Linked DNA regions of Sus scrofa: region 1 is linked to region 2. Evidence: chromatin contacts called from public Hi-C data. All regions are on one chromosome and are shown on one strand. Each heading gives the region's core, a stretch centred on a gene start, on an enhancer-like site or on the middle of the called end of the contact. The rest is flanking DNA. Distances are from core to core; before and after follow the strand shown.

Region 1 (5,126 bases), core at 1,043-3,542, 66 kb before region 2:
AGCTTGTGTTTGGGAAACTCTCTAGTCCTGTTTGCCTGGAGCACAGAGGGATAAGGCCAGGAGCCGCCAGCCCAGATGGAGGAGGAACCAGTGGGATTTGGTGGCTGAGCCCAGTCCTGGCAGGGTCGCCGGGCACAAAGGCATCTCAGACCACCCAGTGGAGCTCTCACCCCGGGAAGAGGTGGTTCTGCTGACAGCTTGCCACATCGCCCTGCTGCCCCTGAACTAGACCCCACCTTCATACTCCGGCACCGTTAATCTGAAATCACTGTTCCCCCATTTCACACTCAGGAAACTGAGGTACAGAGAGGTTCAGCCTCCTGCTGGGAGCTCACTTGAAGCTTGCTCCTGGCCCAGGCCCACCAGGGCTACCTTCCCAGGCATGGAATCCTGGGAGAGGACGAAAGAGGGGCCCCAAACCCTTGTGTGGACACAGAATGTCACCTGTCATTTCAGTAAACAAAGGACACTGTGCCCATCACGCCACCCAGAACTGCTGCGCCCTGATGTTGGCTGCACCCAGAGAGAACTCAGGATGCGGGGAGCAGGATACTGGCCCCAGAGAGTTAAGATACACATCAAAGGAATGATTCCAATGAGCACAGACTCTGGCACCTTCCCATACAAAGCACTAAAACCAGTAACTTGAGATGTTTGGTTTTTGTGATTCGCAGTGTTCTTTTGGTGCTCAATGCGTTGCTTGTTTTCAGCAAAAACTCACTCCCGTCTATCCTGGCTCCTCCCTTTTCTCTTTGGGAGGTTGGTGCCTCGGGGCTCTCTGAGCCGCTGCAGCCCCAGGCGATAGTCCTTAATAAGTTTACCAAGTAAAACCATTCTCAAGGTTTAGGGGGTGCAATTTTTTTTTTTTTTAAACAGTTGACCCTTGCCCCAAGGAATGCTTCAGGAGTGCTTTAATCAGGATCCCTGAGGACTGGTGAGGAGCTTTCGGGACAGAGGAGAGGATGGGAGGCAGATAGTGGGGTGGGAGGGTAGCTCAGTTCTGATTCCTGGAGGTGCCTGTAGGACTTCTGGGGTCATTGTCTTGGGGGCAGAGCAGGGAAGCAGGCTAAAGACACACATGGAGGAGAGAACAGCAGGGCAGAGCCCAGAGGCCCCAGCGAGAGAGGGCTGGCTGAGAAGGCTGGGCAGAGACAGCCTCTTGGTCGTCTCTAGTCTCTGGGTTCCCCTGTCCCGCCACTCCAAGCCCCATCCTCTCGGGCAGACACGGGTGGGGAGGGGATGCCGGCTTCCAACCCAGGGTGAGGACCTGGGGTTTTCGAAGGGTGGTCCTCTCTGCACCTGAGCTAGACAGCCCCTGGTCCCAGAGCCGGAGTGGGCGGAGTTTTCTTGGGGAGGGAGGGGGGAAGGGGCGGAAGGAGAGGAGAGGGGAGAGGCAGGGGAGAGGGGGGAGAGGGGGTGGTTCCAGACTCAGGGGCAGGAGGGCTTAAAGTGGGCTCACCACTAATACTAAAGCTGTGCCCTGGCCCCTGCGCCCTGCGTGTGGGCCTGCGGAGATGCAGGAGGGTGGAGGGGCCCCCTTAAATGACAAAGGCGAGATTTAGAGACAGAGGCCCAGATCCTGAGGATAGAGCGCGTCCTGGGGGTGGGGGTCAACCCCTGCTGGTTGCTGGTGTCTAGCGAGCGTGTGCACCCCCCCAGCCCTCCTCCTGCGGGCTCCAGGTACCCTTCCCTGAGTGGGCCCAACAGGGGCGTCAGCGGAAAAGCATTTTCCTGTGGGATGTGGTCCCTACTGGTAGCAAAGGCTTTGACCCACAGTGCGGCCCCGACGGGGTGTCTAGCAGGGGGACCACGGATGAAGTGACAGCAGCATGCGTGCTTGTGCGTGGCTGTGCCCTTGGCGTCCACCAGACAGATGCGCGGGGCCGTTTGGCTGTAGGTGGAACCTGCGGACGGCCGCGCGGAGGAGCCGCCGCGCGTGCGCGTGGGTGGCGGGGACGCACGTGGGCCACCCAAACAAAGGCGGTGCCGCGTGACCGAGCTCGCACGCGCGCTCACCTGCCAGGGCAGGCGCGCTCCCGCGGGCCCCGGCGCACCGCCGTTCGCGCCAGGAGAGACAGGGAGGGCCGAGGCGGCGCGGCTCCTTTAAGGAGCCGCGTGGGGCGTGGCGTGGCTGCGCGGGGCTTGCCGCTCAGGTCGTAGGGCGTGGCGTTGGGCGTGGCGTGGCGGCTCGGGGCGCGGGGCGGAGCGCGCGCGGGGCGGGGCGGCGGCTGCGCAGGCCGGGCCGGGGGCGCGCAGACTCCGCTCAGCGGGACGCGAGCGCGCGACCTGGCGCCGCCGCCGCCGCCGCCGCCGCCGCCGCCGCCTCCGCGCTCGTGGCCGGCACCCGCGGGACCGCCTCCTCCGGGCTCCCCGGCGCCGCTGGGCTCCCCGGCGGGCGGCAGGTGCAGCACGGCCCGGCGGCTGGTGAGGGGCGCGGCACGGCGGCGGGTGGATGAGAGGTGGCCCCGATCTCCGCGCAGGGTAAGCGGCGCGCGCGCGCGGACGCCCACACGGACCTCGGCGGACACACAGACACGCTCCCGACACCGGCCGGCTGGGCCGCGACCCGGCGCGCTCCGCCACGCTCTCCCCGCGCCCGGAGTCAGCGGCCCTCCAAGCAGGGCCCCGCGCGGGCGCGCCCCGCATACACGCCCCCGGGTCCCGCGCGGGCTTGGGCGCGCGTCACGGCCACCCCCCCTTCCCCCGCGCGCGCCCGGGCCGCGACGTCTCCTGGTTCGCGCTGTGCTGGGCTGGCCAGGGAAAGGAGGACGTCCTGCGGGCACTGGGCCCCAGATGGGGTGGTGGTCGGTGATGTCAGAGTCACTGAGGCCAGGCTGGGGCACTGGTGATCGCGTCCAATGTCCGTCTTTCCGACTCACTCCTTAGGGACACAGGAGAGGAGGAGGGAGCTGCCGGCCCCTGTGACCCAAGAGGAAAAAGTTGTGGGTTGCCCCCCTCCCCGCACCCCTCTTTTTGCCCTGTCTCCTTTCCCTTTGTTTGGGACTTTGAGCTGGTGGGGGCTCTGCTGGGGCCCAGACCTGCTGGCAGGCAAGGAGATGTGGTGTCTGCGGCAGCCCCCAGCCCTGGGCCCACACCTGCCGCTGGCAGGCCCTGCTCTGCTGTCGGAGCCTACCACCAGGCAGGGAGGAGAGGCCGAGCAGGTGAGCTGGTGCACCTGTCCCTGCGGAGAGCCTCTGGCTGGAGGAGCAGCCCCCAGCCAGGGCCCTGGACCTGAGGAGGTCCCCCCCCTTGCCGGAAGCAGAGTCCACCCTGGGGCTCTTGCTATCCCGACCTTTCCAATGGCAGGAAAGATTCTGTTTGGATGACACCTTTTGCGGGATGGGGTTCCCGGCTTACCTTCTTAGTGCAGGTTTGGGAGAAAAGACAGGTGGGAGCAGCTCCTACCCCCCCAGAATGGAGACGCGTGAGCCCCGGCCCCCATTGCAGCTCAGCCTTAGGGGCTGTTTCAGGCCTGGGCCTGGCAGGATGGTCAGGGCTGTGCAGCAGTTAGGAAAGGAATTTGGCGTTTTGCCTCCTTCCCGCATCTGCTCTGTGACCTTGGGCCAAAAGGCCTGGCGTCTTTGCAGGCCTCAGTTTCCCTGAAGGAGAGGGGCCGACAGGAGGACAGGACGGTGCGGGGCAGCCCCACCCCCCTTCCCTCTGACACATGCGGAGCAGAGATCCGAACCCCCGCCCCGCCCCGAGAGCCCAGCCGTGCCCTTTGCTCCCGGTTCTCGTTTCCTTGACGCTGCTGCCCCACGTGTGGACTCGGCCCGCCTGGGGGACACAGTCCTGCTGGGCGTGTGTGTTCGAGTTGCCGCCCTTGTCCCCTGCTGGGGTGAAGCCACATCCCGCACTGTTAGCTGGGACACCTCGGGTCGGGGCCCTCGTTAGACCTGCCTCTCCTTTCTTCCTCTGAAAACCGCCTGCCTGTTCTTCTCCCGCCTTGGCCATGGTGCTCTCTCTGCAGCACTTTGTGACCGTAGGCCGGGGTCTTGAACCTGCGGTCTGGACGCGGCTGGACGCGTGGGGGGGCAGCTGGGTCCTGGGGACTGGGGCGGGGCTCCCTGAGGCCTCTTTCCTCTGGGCTGCCGTGGCTGGTGGGGTGTGGGCTGTGGCTGTCCTGGCAGCGTGGCCTGGGGACGGGCAGGGCCTGTCCCCGCGAGGGCTCTCTGGCTGCGCTTGGGAAAGGCATTTCCTGGAAACTGCACAGGAAGCCCTCCGCGTGAGGTCCGCCGGGCCCTGGCCGCCCCCAGCTGTGCCTTCCCCCGAGGTGGGTGGGCAGGACGAGCCTGATGGTCCCTCCAAGCTGCTGGCTGCGGGGCCCTCCCTCTCATCTGTCCTGCCAGAGTGGGTGCCAGGAAACGGATGGTGGCCAGCTTCGTGTGACCTCTGCTGGGCCTCTCGGCAGCTGCTAGAAACGGGGCGAGTCGGGCCTGTTTTCCTGAATCACCGTTTTCGCCCTCTGATGGGATAGAAGAGTGGCTCGGGCGCAGTGCAAACAAAGTGTCATTAGGTCCTAGCGAGAGCGCTGTCGCCGGGGGAGGCTGCCAGCCCCAAGCCCGTTTTCTCTTTGTAACCAAGTGTCTGAGCAGTGTTCCAGATGTGACGGCGATGCGGGCGCCAGACCAGTCCGTAACCCAGGGGCTCCCCGATGTCTCCAGGGTGGGCCCACGTTGGTGGGTGTGCCACTGGGTACCCTGCCGTATCATGAGCCACAGGGACCCCTTCCAGCTCCCCATGCCTCGTGGTTTGGGCGTTTCCCTCCTGAAGCTGATGTACCTGAGCTTTGTGTGGGAACGGGCCTTCCTTCCTTGAGTGGCGTGGCCCTAGTCACGTCCTCATTTCTGGGGGACCCAGGCTGGCTTCCCTTCCCGTGGGCCTCTGGTGCCTCCTCTCTCTGGTGTTTGGCCCCCAGTGTGTGTCAGGATGGGGGGCTCCCACCTAGTGGCCGTGCTGGGGACTTGACGAGCATCTAAGGAGCTCCGGTCAGTGGAGGGTGGATGCCAGCTGGGAAGGACACTGGGGGAGCCGTGTGGCCTGCTTGCTCCCTTTCCCGAGAGACGGGCGGGAGGCTGCCACACCTGTTGTCAGCAGTAAAGGAGACGATCCTTGTCCAAAGCCCA
Region 2 (5,187 bases), core at 2,307-4,806:
CACCCCTCCCCCCGCTGGCCGCGCTCACGGGGAAGCTGCCCTTCTCGGGCTTTCCTGTGTGCAGCCTGCTCCTCAGGCCTCGAGGGCCGCCGGGCCTGTCTCCTGCCCGCAGGCGGCCTGCCCCGCTGGGGAGGGGACCCGGCCTGTCGCCTGACCGTCTCCCGCCCGCCTTCTCTCCCCACCCGCAGGTGTACATGAACGCCGTGTGGCACGGCTGGGCCGTCCCTATGTTCTTGTTCCTGGCCATTCTGAGGTTATCCCTCAATTACCTCATAGCCAGGTGGGTCGCCGCTTCGTCGTGTGCGCGTGCGGGGCGGTCTCCCCGTGCTGTGCTGCACGCGCAGCGGGGCCCTGCCGAGCCGGCTCTGTCACGGGCTGGCGTTTGCTGGGTGTCCGCTGCTACGCACCCACACTCCCAGGAGGGTGGGTGGCTGGAGCCCAAACCCCGGCCGCCCCCCACGTGGGGCCAGCTTCAGGGTCAGTCCAGCCCCGCCTGCCATCGTGCTGCTTTTTGGCAGAAGAGTCCCCGCATCCGCGGGGCTGATGGAGCTGCAGAGGCTCGGTGCCCCGGGAGGGCCTGCTGGTCAACGCGCACGCGCCCAAGAGGCGCGGGGGCTCGGAGCTCCGCAGCCGTCCCCAGGCCCAGGGCCTCGGGGGTCTTCCCTTCGGGCTCTCCGGGCTCCCCGTCCGTCCCGAGGCTGGGGGGCTGTGCTGGAAGCCGGCGAGTGCACAGGGTGGGAACCCCTCATCGCCGGGGCCTGTGGGAAGCTGAGGTCACCCCGCAGAGCGAACCCCGGCTTCACATCAGGCCTGAGAGGAGGCCCTGCACCGTCTGACCCAGCCTGTCCAGGTTTACTTTCACACCATCATTTTTCTGGGCGCTCCTCTGTGCTGGCTTAAACAGGTTCACTTGAAAATGTTTTTTGTGGGAGTCCTGTTGAGGCTCAGTGGGTTAAGAACCTAACTAATACTCATGAGGTTGCAGGTTCGATCCCTGGCCTTGCTCAGTGGGTTAAGGATCCGGCATTGCCGTGAGCTGTGCGGTAGGTCACAGACTCAGCTTGGATCTGGCGTTGCTGTGGCCGTGGTGTAGGCTGGCAGCTGCAGCTCCGATTTAGCCCCTAGCCTGGAAACCTCCATGTGCCGCAGGAGTGGCCCTAAAGAGAAAGAAAAAAGTTTTTTGGCAGGAAAAAAACCTTAAATGCGTGTGCAAGGGCTCTTCCTGCCCAGATAGCTGTGGGTCACTGAAAACCCTTGTCCTTGCCACTCCCTGGCTTACTCTGAGAGGCCCGTCACCTCTGGGTGCTGGTAAGCGTGCCCCCGCCCAGGCCACCGGGGGGGGCCGGTGCAGGTGACCTGGATCGTCTCCTCCCAAGGGCCCAGGAGGGGCCCCGGGGGTCTCGGCAGACAGCGGATATTTCTGAAGCCCCTGCCCCCTGGCTGGCACTTCCGGGGGCTGCTCCCTGGGGGCACAGGGCTGGGGATGTGCTGTCCGTCGATGCCGTTGTAAGTAAGGCCTGTGCTGTCTCCTGTCTGCCAGGGGCTGGAGGATACAGTGGAGCATCGTGCCCGAGGTGTCTGAAGTGGTGGTAAGTCCTGGGAAGGCCGCCTTTGCCAGGGGCCGGCCTCCTCCCGCCCGTGCGGCCAGGAGAGGTCGGGGGAGGGGGGAGAAGGCCAGCACCCCCCCACCTGGAGTCCAGAGAGGGGCGCCCCCTGACCCCTGGCCAGCGGACGCCCTGAGTGCCCTTGAGCAGCCTGGGCTCGGCTGCTGGGGAGGCAGGAGGGCCTGGCCTGGCCTGGCTTGACCTGACCCCCCTCAGCCAGGAAGAGACATGGAAGGGAGGCCACGGGGGTGGGGGGCGCTGCAGCCCCTCACAGCCTCCAGTGGAGGGTGGAGGGTGGACAGGCTGGGCCAGTGGACATGTAGAGCGGTGGTCAACAAGCTACCTGCGGCCGCTGCCTGGTCTCTCACATCCAGGGCTGTTGGCACCTGTCGCGCCCGTACCTTTACACAGGGGCTGCCTGGGGGCCTCAGTGGCCAAGCTGAGCTGCCGGGACAGCCCGTGAGGCCCGCAGAGGCTCCCGCACTTGCCGCCTGGCCCTTTACACATGGTTTGCACACCCACTCTCCAGGGACTCTGGCCCGTGGGGCTGAGCCACAAGGCACAGGCAGGAGAGTGGCCACGGTGCCTCCTTGAGCCTTGTCAGATGTTTGCGTACCTACTGTGTGTGTGGAGCACACAGTAGGGGTGGGGGATATGGTGGTGTCTATAGGGGCCCCTTTAAGACAGGAGTCTGGGAGGGCACCTCCTGGGAAGCAGGCCTGGAACCTGGGGGTCCTGGGGAGGTTCTTGCTGAATGAACTGAGGCCGGCAGGACAAGGTCAGGTCCCCTGTGCTGGGGCCTCGGCTCCCCTGTCTGTAAAGTGGGGGGTGGGTTCTGGGGCCTCAGATGCACCTCTGAAGGCCATCTGTTAAAACAGAAGTCAGCCTCAGTCTTGCCCACGGCGGGGGGGGGGGGGCCCTCCAGAGGGGCGGGCATGCTGTCCCCTCGAGCTACGTCCCCCTGGGGGCATCCGTCCCTCTGGCTGTGTCATGGTCCCGGGGCTGCGGGGCCCGCCATGCTGTTTTTGTCAGTAATTTCTCTGAACTGTTGAATTTCAGTGGAAATTCTCTTTCCCCTTTGACTGAAGGAGCCTCCAAAGGAAGACCTGACTGTGTCTGAGAAGTTCCAGCTCGTGCTGGACGTCGCCCAGAAAGCCCAGGTACGGCCATCGGGCTGTGGCCAGAGTCCCGGGCCTGGCCTGTCTGTTGTCATCACCCCGTCATCAGCCTGTCCGCTGGTCCCTCGCGGACACCAAGACAGTGTGGCTGGTGGGGGCCCACCTGGCCTGGTCTGATGGCCGGCGCCCCGGTTAGTTGTCCTCGGTCCAGGGGCGGCTGGGCAGGGCCCTGGGGCTCGGCGGTGGCGCCGGCTGAGGTCTCGGGGGCTGCGCGTCTCCCGCATCGCCAAGGCCCCGGGGGTCTGTCGTGACCACGGCTGCTTCTTCACGCAGAACCTCTTTGGGAAGATGGCTGACATCCTGGAGAAGATCAAGAAGTGAGTCCCGGCCCGCCCGGGGCGGGTGTGCCCAGGGCGGGTGTGCCCGGAGCGGGGTGTGCCCGGGGCGGGTGTGCCCGGGGCTGCGGCCCCGTCTGCTGAGCCTCCCCCTCCCTTGCAGCCTGTTCACGTGGGTCCAGCCTGAGGTCACGCGGAAGCTGTACATCGCGCTGTGGGCCGCCTTCCTGGCCTCCTGCTTCTTCCCCTACCGCCTGGTGGGGCTGGCCGTGGGTAAGGGGCCTCCCGTCCGGCGCCAAGGCGCGTCTGACACGGCACAGGGGCCCTGGGCACCTGCTTCCCCCAGGACACCCCCTCCCTTCTGTGTGCCCCTCGGGGCAGGCCTCTGGGGAGGGGGCAGCTGTCAGATCCCCCACCGTCCTTCCCCGCCCTGCAGCTGCTCCGGTGACTTTCTGTCACAGTGTCCAAATTCAGGAGAAGTGAGGCCCGCCAGACTAGAGACGTGACGAAGGCTTCTGAGGGCGAGCTTGGCCTCTGCTGGCCGAGCAGAAGGGACCGGCGGGCCAGAGGCCCATGGGACCTGGCTGCGAGCCATGGTCCTTTGTGAGCACTCCTGGCTCTTGGGGGACAAGTCACAGGGACCGGAGGGTTCAGGTGTGAGGGCAGGGGTGATGAGGGGCGGGAGATGGCGTCAGGGGGGCTGTGGCGTGGAGCGGCCTTGGGTTCTGTGCCAGGGGTGGGGGCTTAAGCAGAGCAGGGAGGTTGCCCATGTATGTTTTGGGCGGGGCGTGGGCAGTGGGCCCAGGTGTTGTAGAAGCAGAGCCTCTGGCATCTGTGACGGATGAGCTGGGGTGGGGATGAGCTGGGGTCGGGGAGGGGTCAGGGTTTGCCCTGAGAGGCTGGGCAGGTGATGCTGCCATTTAGGGCCACTAGGGCCGTGGGTGGTGGGGTGGGTGTGAGAGTTTAATTCTGGGGGGGGAGCTGTGCCGAGTTGAGGGAAGTGCTGGCATGGTTCTCACCTATATTTCAAACCTCAGCGTGGCAGGTTCAGTTTCCAGGAGAATGAGGGGCGGGGAGGATGGGGAGACAGGCAGGGGGGCACTGGATGGTGGCTCGGAGGGGGCGGGGGATGGGATGGGATGGGGAGGGGGGCCCGGGAAGTACCCAGTGGGTGGAGTGGGCCTGGCCTGAGTGGGCTGAGCTGGGCGTGGAGCTGCGGGACGGGGGGCTGACTGTTGGAATGGTCCCTGAAGTCCCAGGTGGGAGGGGGTGCTGAAGCCCCAGCCTGGGGGCCTCAATGGGGTAGGGAGGAAGGTGTAGGCAGGTTGGAGGGGCTGTCCTGAGGCCCCCTCGTCACCTAGCCCCTGGACCACCCCAGCCCCACAGCTCAGCTCTCCCAGGAAGCCAGACCCCAAGGCCCAGCCCACAGGGGGCGGGCAGGCTCTCCTGGCCTCCGTGTCCCCAGCCCAGAGCTGGCACGGGTCCCGGCCACAGTGTGTGGGAGGCTGCTGGTCTGAGCTTGGGTGTTGGGGTGGCGGTCTCACGGTCCAGGCGCTGCTCCCGCCTGCCCTCGGCCGCCGAGTGCAGATGGGTCCCGGTCCCTCGCCCCCGCCCGAGAGCCAGGGCAGGCAAGTGTGGCCGTGGGGAAGTGACAAAGGCCAGTGAACGTGAAGTGGCCTCTGGGCTGCCTCTCGTTTCTCGGGGACCATCGCCAACACAGGTGCGGGGGAGCCCACAGCCGTCCTGCCAGCCCCGCAGTCAGCGGCAGGCAGGGGCTGGTCCCCAGGGTTCTGCTTCCCGTCGCCCTCAGAGGACGCTGACGTGCGTTTTGGTGGCTGATGGGTTTTAGAGACAGCTGTGCTATTTGGCCTGAGCCCCCTCTAGCTTGCGGGAGCACACCGTGAAAGTGGCTTCCGCCTCAGCTGGGGTCACCCCGCTGCCCTGCGTCCCCCCCCCCACACCCCGGGACCTGGGCCCCCGGGTGGGGTGCAGGCCCCAGTGCGAGCACCCGTTCTGCCCGCTGCAGGGCTCTACGCCGGAATCAAGTTCTTCCTCATCGACTTCATCTTCAAACGCTGCCCGCGGCTGCGAGCCAAGTACGACACCCCCTACATCATCTGGAAGAGCCTC

What was found. A called contact is a pair of places that touch in the nucleus more often than the background predicts.
Region 1: a Hi-C map of omental adipose tissue shows a contact between it and region 2, with 2.2 times the contacts expected there. The contact joins the promoter of GRAMD4 here to the enhancer-like site in region 2. A contact is called at or near these places in 12 of 47 Hi-C or Micro-C datasets (blood, brain, embryonic fibroblasts and 7 more) and 2 of 2 datasets of contacts at active chromatin or transcription factors (alveolar macrophages and skeletal muscle).

What each region holds. Positions count from the first base shown.
Region 1 is chr5:2,944,970-2,950,095 of Sscrofa11.1, reverse strand. GRAMD4 (GRAM domain-containing protein 4) reads left to right here and starts at 2,292. Exons shown (of 19, transcript XM_021091367.1): 1 at 2,292-2,481. The coding sequence starts at 2,453.
Region 2 is chr5:2,879,795-2,884,981 of Sscrofa11.1, reverse strand. GRAMD4 (GRAM domain-containing protein 4) reads left to right here. Exons shown (of 19, transcript XM_021091367.1): 9 at 189-280; 10 at 1,541-1,589; 11 at 2,693-2,764; 12 at 3,056-3,099; 13 at 3,221-3,330; 14 at 5,084-5,187. Among named protein-coding and RNA genes, the nearest start is that of CERK, 64 kb to the right of the region's middle. Within about 2 kb of position 3,556, at least 2 of the 83 cell types and tissues checked have an H3K27ac peak or open chromatin away from gene starts, as enhancers often do. A contact at or near this core is called in omental adipose tissue, where this site is marked.